Regions from separate parts of the Pan troglodytes genome. Here region 1 is linked to region 2. The links are chromatin contacts, called in public HiChIP or PLAC-seq maps. All regions are on one chromosome and are shown on one strand. The core of a region is the stretch at or near the end of the contact, and the rest is flanking DNA. Distances in the headings are between cores, read along the strand shown. Region 1 overlaps KIAA2012. Region 2 holds the start of ALS2 (alsin Rho guanine nucleotide exchange factor ALS2).

Evidence for each region. HiChIP or PLAC-seq counts read pairs in DNA pulled down with a chosen protein or histone mark.
Region 1: a contact with region 2 is called in an H3K4me3 HiChIP or PLAC-seq map of stem cell-derived excitatory neurons, with 7 times the contacts expected there. The contact joins the enhancer-like site here to the promoter of ALS2 in region 2. A contact is called at or near these places in 3 of 7 Hi-C or Micro-C datasets (blood, induced pluripotent stem cells and stem cell-derived neural progenitor cells) and 1 of 1 datasets of contacts at active chromatin or transcription factors (stem cell-derived excitatory neurons).

The regions. Positions count from the first base shown.
Region 1 is chr13:104,198,639-104,202,581 of NHGRI_mPanTro3-v2.0_pri, forward strand. All of the region lies in intron 15 of KIAA2012, which reads left to right. It also overlaps the pseudogene LOC107973653. Among named protein-coding and RNA genes, the nearest start is that of SUMO1, 67 kb to the right of the region's middle. Within about 2 kb of position 1,968, at least 8 of the 24 cell types and tissues checked have an H3K27ac peak or open chromatin away from gene starts, as enhancers often do. A contact at or near this core is called in stem cell-derived excitatory neurons, where this site is marked.
Region 2 is chr13:103,809,193-103,813,456 of NHGRI_mPanTro3-v2.0_pri, forward strand. ALS2 (alsin Rho guanine nucleotide exchange factor ALS2) reads right to left here and starts at 2,638. Exons shown (of 34, transcript NM_001079920.1): 1 at 2,576-2,638.

The DNA.
Region 1 (3,943 bases), core at 718-3,217, 390 kb after region 2:
AAAAACAACAAAAAACAGGTGACTAATGCTGATGGGGAAGGAGGACACTGGCTCTGTCAGCTTCTCAGTGAGTGTCCCAGCAGCCAATGCCCTCATTAACCTGATAAGGCTGGTCTAATTCGTGGCTAGTGTACCAAGTCGTTTCATCATAGTGCAGTCTAGACCAGAGATTTTTGTAAGAACCACCTATCTAGACCCATTCTAGCTAGCACCTGGGAGCTTATTAGAAAAGAGAATCTGGGGTCTCACCCCAGACCTGCCTGTTAACAAGGTCCTCAAGTGATTCATATGCCCACTGATGTCTGGGAAACACTGAAATCTATTCATCGAGGAAACTGGGTTTCAGATTCAAAAGACATGGATTCCTTTACCAGCTGTGCCTTTGATTAAGTCTGTAGTTTAGGGAAGGGCGGATTGCTTCTCTGGGCCTTGGTCTCCTTTCCCATAAACCAAGGAGGTCGGGATGGATCATCTCTAGGGCCCCATCCCATTCTCATGCTCTGGCCGTCTATGAGTCGCTCAGGCTTGCACAGTGGTAGGCTGTAGATCCAGGACTGGGGCCGGGCCTCCTTCCCAAGCTCATCCCCCACCCCCACTTCCAGGGAAGGCCGGTCTGCCACCTTCACTGTGTCCTACATAAATCTCTTCTACCACCCAGCCTCCCTCAGGTGACAGCCTGGGAGGAGGCCATCCCTGTGCCATTTGTGAGCCCTGGCTCAGTGCAGCAACAAGTGAGTGAGAGCTCAATGGGTCAAGATGGGAGCACTGCTTTGCCACGGTTCTCTGGCATGGCATGAGGACTCCATAAACCTCTGGGCCTCTGGAGGCTTCCACTTCCTGATCTGAAAATAACAAAATTGACCTTCCAATCTCTGTTTCTCACTTTCTGTGATTCAGTGACATTGGAACTGTTTCTGTTAAGGGGAAAAGCAGAATCCACGGTGCTACCACTGAGATAGCTCCATGGTTCAGCCTCCAGGTTCAGGCCGTCTTAAGTCTTTAACCACCGACTGCATGAATGGAAGCTTCCATTATTCACTCAGCATACACTTGCTGATCCCTACTAAGTTTCATAGCCTTCATGGTTGGATAAAATACACTCCTTACTGCAGCTCCCGCTTTGGTGGAGGAAACAGATATGTGTGCAGACAGCTCCAGTGAGTGGAGTGTGATCAGTGCTCTAAGAGAATACAGGAAGGACAACTGATCCAGACCGGGGCAGAAATCTGATCCAGATAGAGAGAAATCAGGTAGGGCTTCCTGTAGGAGGTAATGGCTGACATGAAGGAAGGCATTTACGAACCTAGACTGCGTTCACCCATTTGTGATGAAGACATCAAGAGAAGGCAGCAGTTCACACTCCCTGTGTGCCAGGCACCAGGCTATGCATTTTCTGTAAAGTGCCTCATTTAACTTTTATACTAATCCTGTAAAGAAGCAGGCCTTGATATCCCTATTTGTCAGATGAGACAATTGAGGCACAGAGTGGTTAAGTACCACATCCTTGGTCGCAGAGCTGGGCAACAGTGAGGCTGACCTCCCCAGGCTGTCTGCATAGATTAATGCTGGATGTTAACAGCTATCAAAAAGAGGGTTCGCCCCCCACCGGAGAAAACAGCAAGGTCCGGGGAAATAGAGATTTAAAGAAATACTACACACACACACACACACACACACACAGACATATACACACACACATTCATACATAGACACACACACAGACACATATACACAGACACACATACACACACACACACACACACCCCAACTAGAGAAATATGAATGAAAAGATTCTTCAAGCAGTTTTTTTAAAGGGAAAAAAAGGTGTGGCCAATCGGGGAGGGAGGCCAAAGTGGTCCAGCATTGCGGCATCTGCGCCTCCGCGGCGGCAGGGGCCCCGCAGCAGGCGCGCTGGGAGCAGCTCCTCTCGGGGCCTGCCGCGTTTATGGCTTCAATAGCGCCGCTCCGGGTCCCCGCGGCGTCGGAGAGGCTTCTGCCTAGCGCCTCTCTGCTGCGCGAGGTCGTCCCGGCCTTACAAAAGGAGCTCCTCGCTGGTGAGCTCAAGACCCCAGGCGGGCTCTCCCCGAAGGGTCACTTCTCGAGTGTGTCGCCTCCTTTAGTCTTTTCTTTTCCTCTCTGTGGTGGCTTGTGATGTCTCTAACGCTGGGGCCTCCTATGGACTCCATCCCGAGATGGAGACTGGCAGAGCTAGAAGGTCTAAACATCTGAAAAGCAGGCACGCATAGTCCCTGGGGAGAAGGCAGGGAGGCAGGCAAACCCCTGGAGTGCCACCCAAACAATTGGACTTTTTAATTGATACTGTTTTATTTTGGCCAATTTTCCACTTAGGGGTGGAGAAAAGGGAAGTAATTTTTGGCATTTACTTTTTTTTTTTTTTTTTTTTTTTGGAGACAGAGTCTTACTCTGTTGCCCAGGCTTGAGTGCAGTGGCGCGATGGCTCACTGCAACCTCCGCCTCCCAGGTTCAAGCAAGTCAGCCGCCTCAACCTCTCGAGTAGCTGGGATTGCAGGCGCCTGCCACCACGCCCTGCTAATTTTTGTATTTTTAGTAGAGACGGGTTTTCGCCAGGCTGTTTGCGGGCTTACACCCGCGTCGGCCTCCCAAACTGTTGGGATTACAGGCGTGAGCCACCGCGCCTGGCCATTTTTGGCATTTACTATGAAGCAAGACGTAATGCTAGGTGCTTTATGTACTTTGAGCTTATTTTATCCTCACTATAACCTTATGAGGCAAAGTGCATTGTTTCTATTCCACAGATGAGGAAAATGAGGCTCAAAGAGGTTAGGTAACTTGCCCAAGGGGCACACAGCCAGTAAGTGGAGAAGCTGAGAGATGAACCCAGGTTTCTATGACTCCATGGTCCTTGAATCTTTGAGTTGTGATGCCATCCCTGTGTTTCTGAGAGGAAATAGTAAAAAGTCAGGGAAACATCACGAAATTATGGCAGTATGTTTTTTAAGCCAGCATGAATCTTGGAGGTGATCTAAAAGTTCTTTTATATTATAGATGAAGAAATCTGAGGCCTACAAGTCAAGAGAATCGTGCATGACAACTAATTATTAAAACCAGGGTAACTGGAGTCTGCCCAGTGTTAGTGGTTATCTAGTTCAGTTCTGTTCCGTTCAGGTCAGTTCCGTTTTGAAGACTTTTCCTTGGGCAGTTTCCAGCTTCAGGAATAAACAGCTCCAGAAGGAGCAAGTGTAATGATTGCCTGACCTGTGCAAAGAAGTGAGGAGTAGCCAGTGCTGGAAAAGTTCCTCCTAACACTGTGGAGAAAACAGGGAGGCCAGAAGTGTGTGCCCAGGAGTCCTGGTGGTGCCACTCACCAGAATCTACAGCCTGGAAGATGGCACCATGCAAAGGTCTGGGGCTCCTTGCTCCCCACATTGCCCAGTATGATGCCTGCACAGTCATGGCACAGCACACTGCCAGGCCCTGCTATCTGCAGCCTGCAGTACTAGGTGCAAAATATTCTGCTAGTCCTTAGCACCTACATGACCTAACTCTGGTACTGCTCTATTTTTCCTCTGGGAAGTATTTCAAAGTTCTCCTTCATATTGGAAGAGGAGGAAGTAGGAAGTGGTGCACGCTTAAGAATGTTTCTGGTTTACTCCTACACAGCCCAGACTGGGGAAGTCCCCCGGGAAGTCCCCCAGAGTCCCAGAGAACAACAGTCGTCCCTTGATTCTGAAAATTCTCTTCACCTTCCAGGAAGAAAAGCTCATTTCTAACAAGAGACCTAAATTTGTCAAAACCCAAAAGCAGCTAAAACTAGAGATAAGGACAACATAAGAAAGGAAAATTATAGGCCGGGCCTGGTCACTCACGCCAGTAATCCCAGCACTTTGGGAGGCCAAGGCGAGTGGATCACCTGAGGCCGGGACTTCGAGACCAGCCTGACCAACATGGAGAAACCCCGTCT
Region 2 (4,264 bases), core at 1,388-3,887:
AGCGAAACTCTGCCAACAAACCCCAGTCTTTTTCTCATAGGTATTGAGAAAACTGTAAATTTTCTTCAAATTTGAAAGAAGTATACAATAGCTCCAAAAACTACCAATTTAAATATGTTTTCCTCTACCCACCTGGATCAATCAGTTCAGCTACATGCAGGCAAACATCAAGACATAAGCTAAAGAAAGCACCATCACATATACAGACGAATAAGAGACAGGGAAAGGAAAATTAAATGCAATATGAAAAAGAAACAAGCCAGAGATTGTTGCTATTTTATTGATGACTACCTAACATTTTCTTAAGGACTGACACCCTACAAAACCGAGTACTTTCTTATTACAGACAACAAAATTGTTTGGTCATCAATGACGGGTTAAGAGAAAAAAATCTGTTAAAACTCTACCAGGAAAATTCATATCCTGAATACACTTGAAATACGTGGTAGATTTAATTCCACAAAGTTATAAAAAGAGCTAAATGATTTAAAAGTCACAAATCCTCACAGCATGCCTCTGAGTGAGAAAGGTACCTCATAGTACCCAAAGCGGGCCTTCCTTTATACAAGCTTAAAAATCACCACTCTGCCTTTCTTCCTAGTTTTTCAACTCATACTTTACCTAGTCTCACATTAATAAATAATTGTAGTTTTTTACAAGTCAGTCACATTTTTGAGATTATCATTAGAATGGACCCAGCAGCTACTGCTTTAAACCTACAGTTTTCATGAAAAGGTAGGAGATTCCACCTAATTACAAAAACACTAACATCAAGACTCATTGAAGTTCTTAGCATACCCTTTGCTTCTTTAACAGTCAAAGTGCCCAAAGTAAGTGTTTCAAATGACAGCCCAAATTCTGAAAAACTGAAATTTGGAGAGAAGGGATTCCTGTTTATATTGTGTACATTTAAAAAGTAAATAGCCTGCATAATGCCACTCAAGTTTTGTTTTTTTCCCAAAATTATCGGTTTGGTATTTCATTTTTCTGGATCATTACAGTTTCAAATTTTAACACTATTAAACAACTTTGACGTTTTCTTGCTATAATTATGAATTTTAAATCTGCTAATACTGGTCATAGTTTAGAAACTAATAAATTCAAACCATGTATAGATTCTGTCAGTATCTTTTTCACATTAAAATGTCCTTATGGAACACCAAAATTACTACAGAACAACTTGAAATCATATTTTATAGCTACTTCCTTAAAATATTCAGTTCCCTTCCCCATCACTTAAGAAAAGAGTCAGTTTGGATCATGATGTAGTGGGTGGAATTAACTATAAAAACAGCTAATATGTATTGAATATTTACCATAAAACAGGCACTGTAATAAATACGATACATGAACCATTACATGTAAAGGTACTGTTATCAGGAAAACATTTTTATCCCCAATTTAGAGACAAGAGAACTGAGGCAGAGAGATTAAATAACTTGCCCAAAATCAAAGATGTAAATGGATGTGACTCTGGGTATGTTCAGATACAAAGCCTAGACTCTTAACCACTATGCTTATGTTATCAAGGTTAAAACACTGTAGTTTACTGCAAAAACAAATTTTTCACTGCTTTAAATTATTCATTAATTCAAAGGTCAACCGGTCACTCCAAATCATATGATAAATGGGGGGGGGGGGGAAATGTGGGACCAATAGGTTTGCTGAAGTTTTGTACCTGCTCAGAATAAACATATCACACAATTTTATTCCATATAGCCAAATATAAGGGTAACTGAGTAAAGATCTTCACTTGGGTACAGCAGTCAGTTCCTTCTCCATCCTAAACCAGAAAGAAAGCACTGTTCTTGGATATGCCACTTCAACAAGAGTGTTTTTTCTCTTCCACCATCAAAGCCTTAAGCAATAGTACGATTCTACCAGTCTACTGTTGCCTGTCTCCAAAGTAGCCCTATTATCCGAGGACGAACACCAGCGTCAAGGACCTGTGTTATTTTTCTGGCTTCGCTTCTCAAAATAACTTATCTTCTCCTCTTGATGAATTACTTGATAGGCTCAAAGACTTGCCTAAACTACTAATTCTTATTATCAAAGCCATTTTCTTTCTCCGCAACCGCCTTTTCAAGTAGCCCTTGGTCCACTCTTCAACGCGATTTGCACCCTGTGGCAAGGCCGCCAGGGACACTCAGCAGGGTTCCCGGCCACGGACCCCAGTTTATCAGCTCAGCGCCTAGTGTGGGCATTCAAGAAATTCTCGTGAATGAATAGCTGGAAGGCAGCGTGGGTGGAGGCGGGAAGAGGGGACTTGAAGGAATTTCACGCAGCTGAGACCACTGCAGCGGCGCCCAGTCTGGCGAGGGAGAGACCGGGGCAAGTGGGAGAACCTGGGGCCAAGGCAGGGGCCGCCTCGGGCGCTGCTGGACCGGCAGGAGCAGTCGATCGCACCCAGAGCTGGGAAAATGCGGGCGCCGTCTCCGCAGGCCCCCGCAGGGCGCTCTCCGGCCTCGACCACAGCCTCCGCCTAGCTCCCTGTCCCCGGCCTTCCGCATACAAGGGGTCCCAGCCGATAAGCCCTCCTTAGCCAATAGCCAACCCGGGACCCACGCTCGCTCACCTGAAGCTCCACCGGCAGCACCGCGCTCCGCATCCGGCGCGAGCTTGGCAACCCAGTGGGTCCGCGGGATCAGCTGATTCATGGAGGGCGGGGCCTCCGGACAGGGCGGGGCTGCAGGGCGACTAGCGAGGGTAAACGAGGGCGCGGGCGGCTCTTGGAATCCGAGCTCCTGGGAATTGTTCTTGGGAGACTGTCGACGGCGTCTGTTGGGGGTCAAAATTACTGAGAATGCGTTAGGCACTGCAGGCTACGTACTTGGGAGCACAGCCTCTCCCTTAGTTTAGGGCGGAGCTATCATTCCTGAGATGCGCTTTGATGATGACGTAGAATAGAGTCGTCCAAGCCTAGCTACCCGAGCGCTTCCATGGTAACAGGCAGTGGTGAAAGTGGTTGGGAGCAGCAGTCGTTTGTTACCACCTCAAACTGCAAGGGCCGGAAGTATAAAAGTAAAAAGGCTGAAATATTTTCAAATTGCCTTTATGGACAGTACCCTAACAGTGGTCGCTTCTCCCCCAAACTCCCGCGAATGACGTCATCGCCTCGCGGCCCCGTTTCGCCATTGTATTCTCAATGTGTAAACTTACTGGTTAGTTGCAACCCCAAAAGATGGGGTGGGATAGGAGAAAATGAAGTGGCCTCTCCAGTGATTCCCGTAGTACTCCCCAATATACAATCAGTAAAATCAGCTTTCTTGTCCCGCGCAGTTTCATAACACTGTTTTTCGCAGCCACAGTCCCACCCCACCCAGCCTGCACTCTCAAGTCCTCCCATGATTTTATGATTTTCCAGGGCTGCCACTCATGTCGCACAGTGGGTGGAAACCTTCTGCTGCTAGGCATTGTGCCATCGCTGGACCTGCAAACATGCAAATATTTAGACCATCAACGACAGATGTGTAGTCGGGTTCTGAAACTCCTATATCCTATTCACCAACACCCTCAACTCAATTTCCTCCCTGATCCTTCGCCCACCTGCAAAACTGTTAGTCTGCAACAGTTCAACCAACCTTGCACACTCCTGCATCGGTGCAGAAAATCACACAACCCTGAAAATTGGCACCACTGCGAACGAAAAGTGTCCAACTTCAGTCGGGACTTCCATGTGCGACTACGCAATATTGCTGAGCCTAAGACAGTCACGTTTACACATTGCTACTCAGATTATCTCCTATTCCCCTCCCCTGCTGTTCCCAGCCCTCACGCTCTTCTAACCTCTTACTGAACTCTACTCACTCACCCGCTTTGGTAAAAATAAAAATAAAAAATTTTGTCTCTTACATCTCTGAGGAAAGTGAGACCACTAGAGGTGAATTTCCTTAAATCCCAAATCCCATCAGCCACTACCACAAAACCTACCTGCAACCAGTTTTGATTTGTTTTGTTTTGTTTACAGGGAGTCTCGATCTGTCGCCCAGGCTGGAGTGCAGTGGCGCGATCTCGGCTCACTGCAACCTCCGCCTCCCAGGTTCAAGCGATTCTCCTGCCTCAGCCTCCCAAATAGCTGGGATTACAGGTGCCCGCCACTACACCCGGCTAATTTTTGTGTTTGTAGTAGAGATGGGATTTCACCATGTTGGCCAGCCTGGTCTCGAACTCCTGACCTCAATTGATCCACGTGCCTCAGCCTCCCAAGGTGCTAGGATTACAGGCGCGAGCCACCGAGCCCGGCTCCTTTTCACCGAGTCCTTTT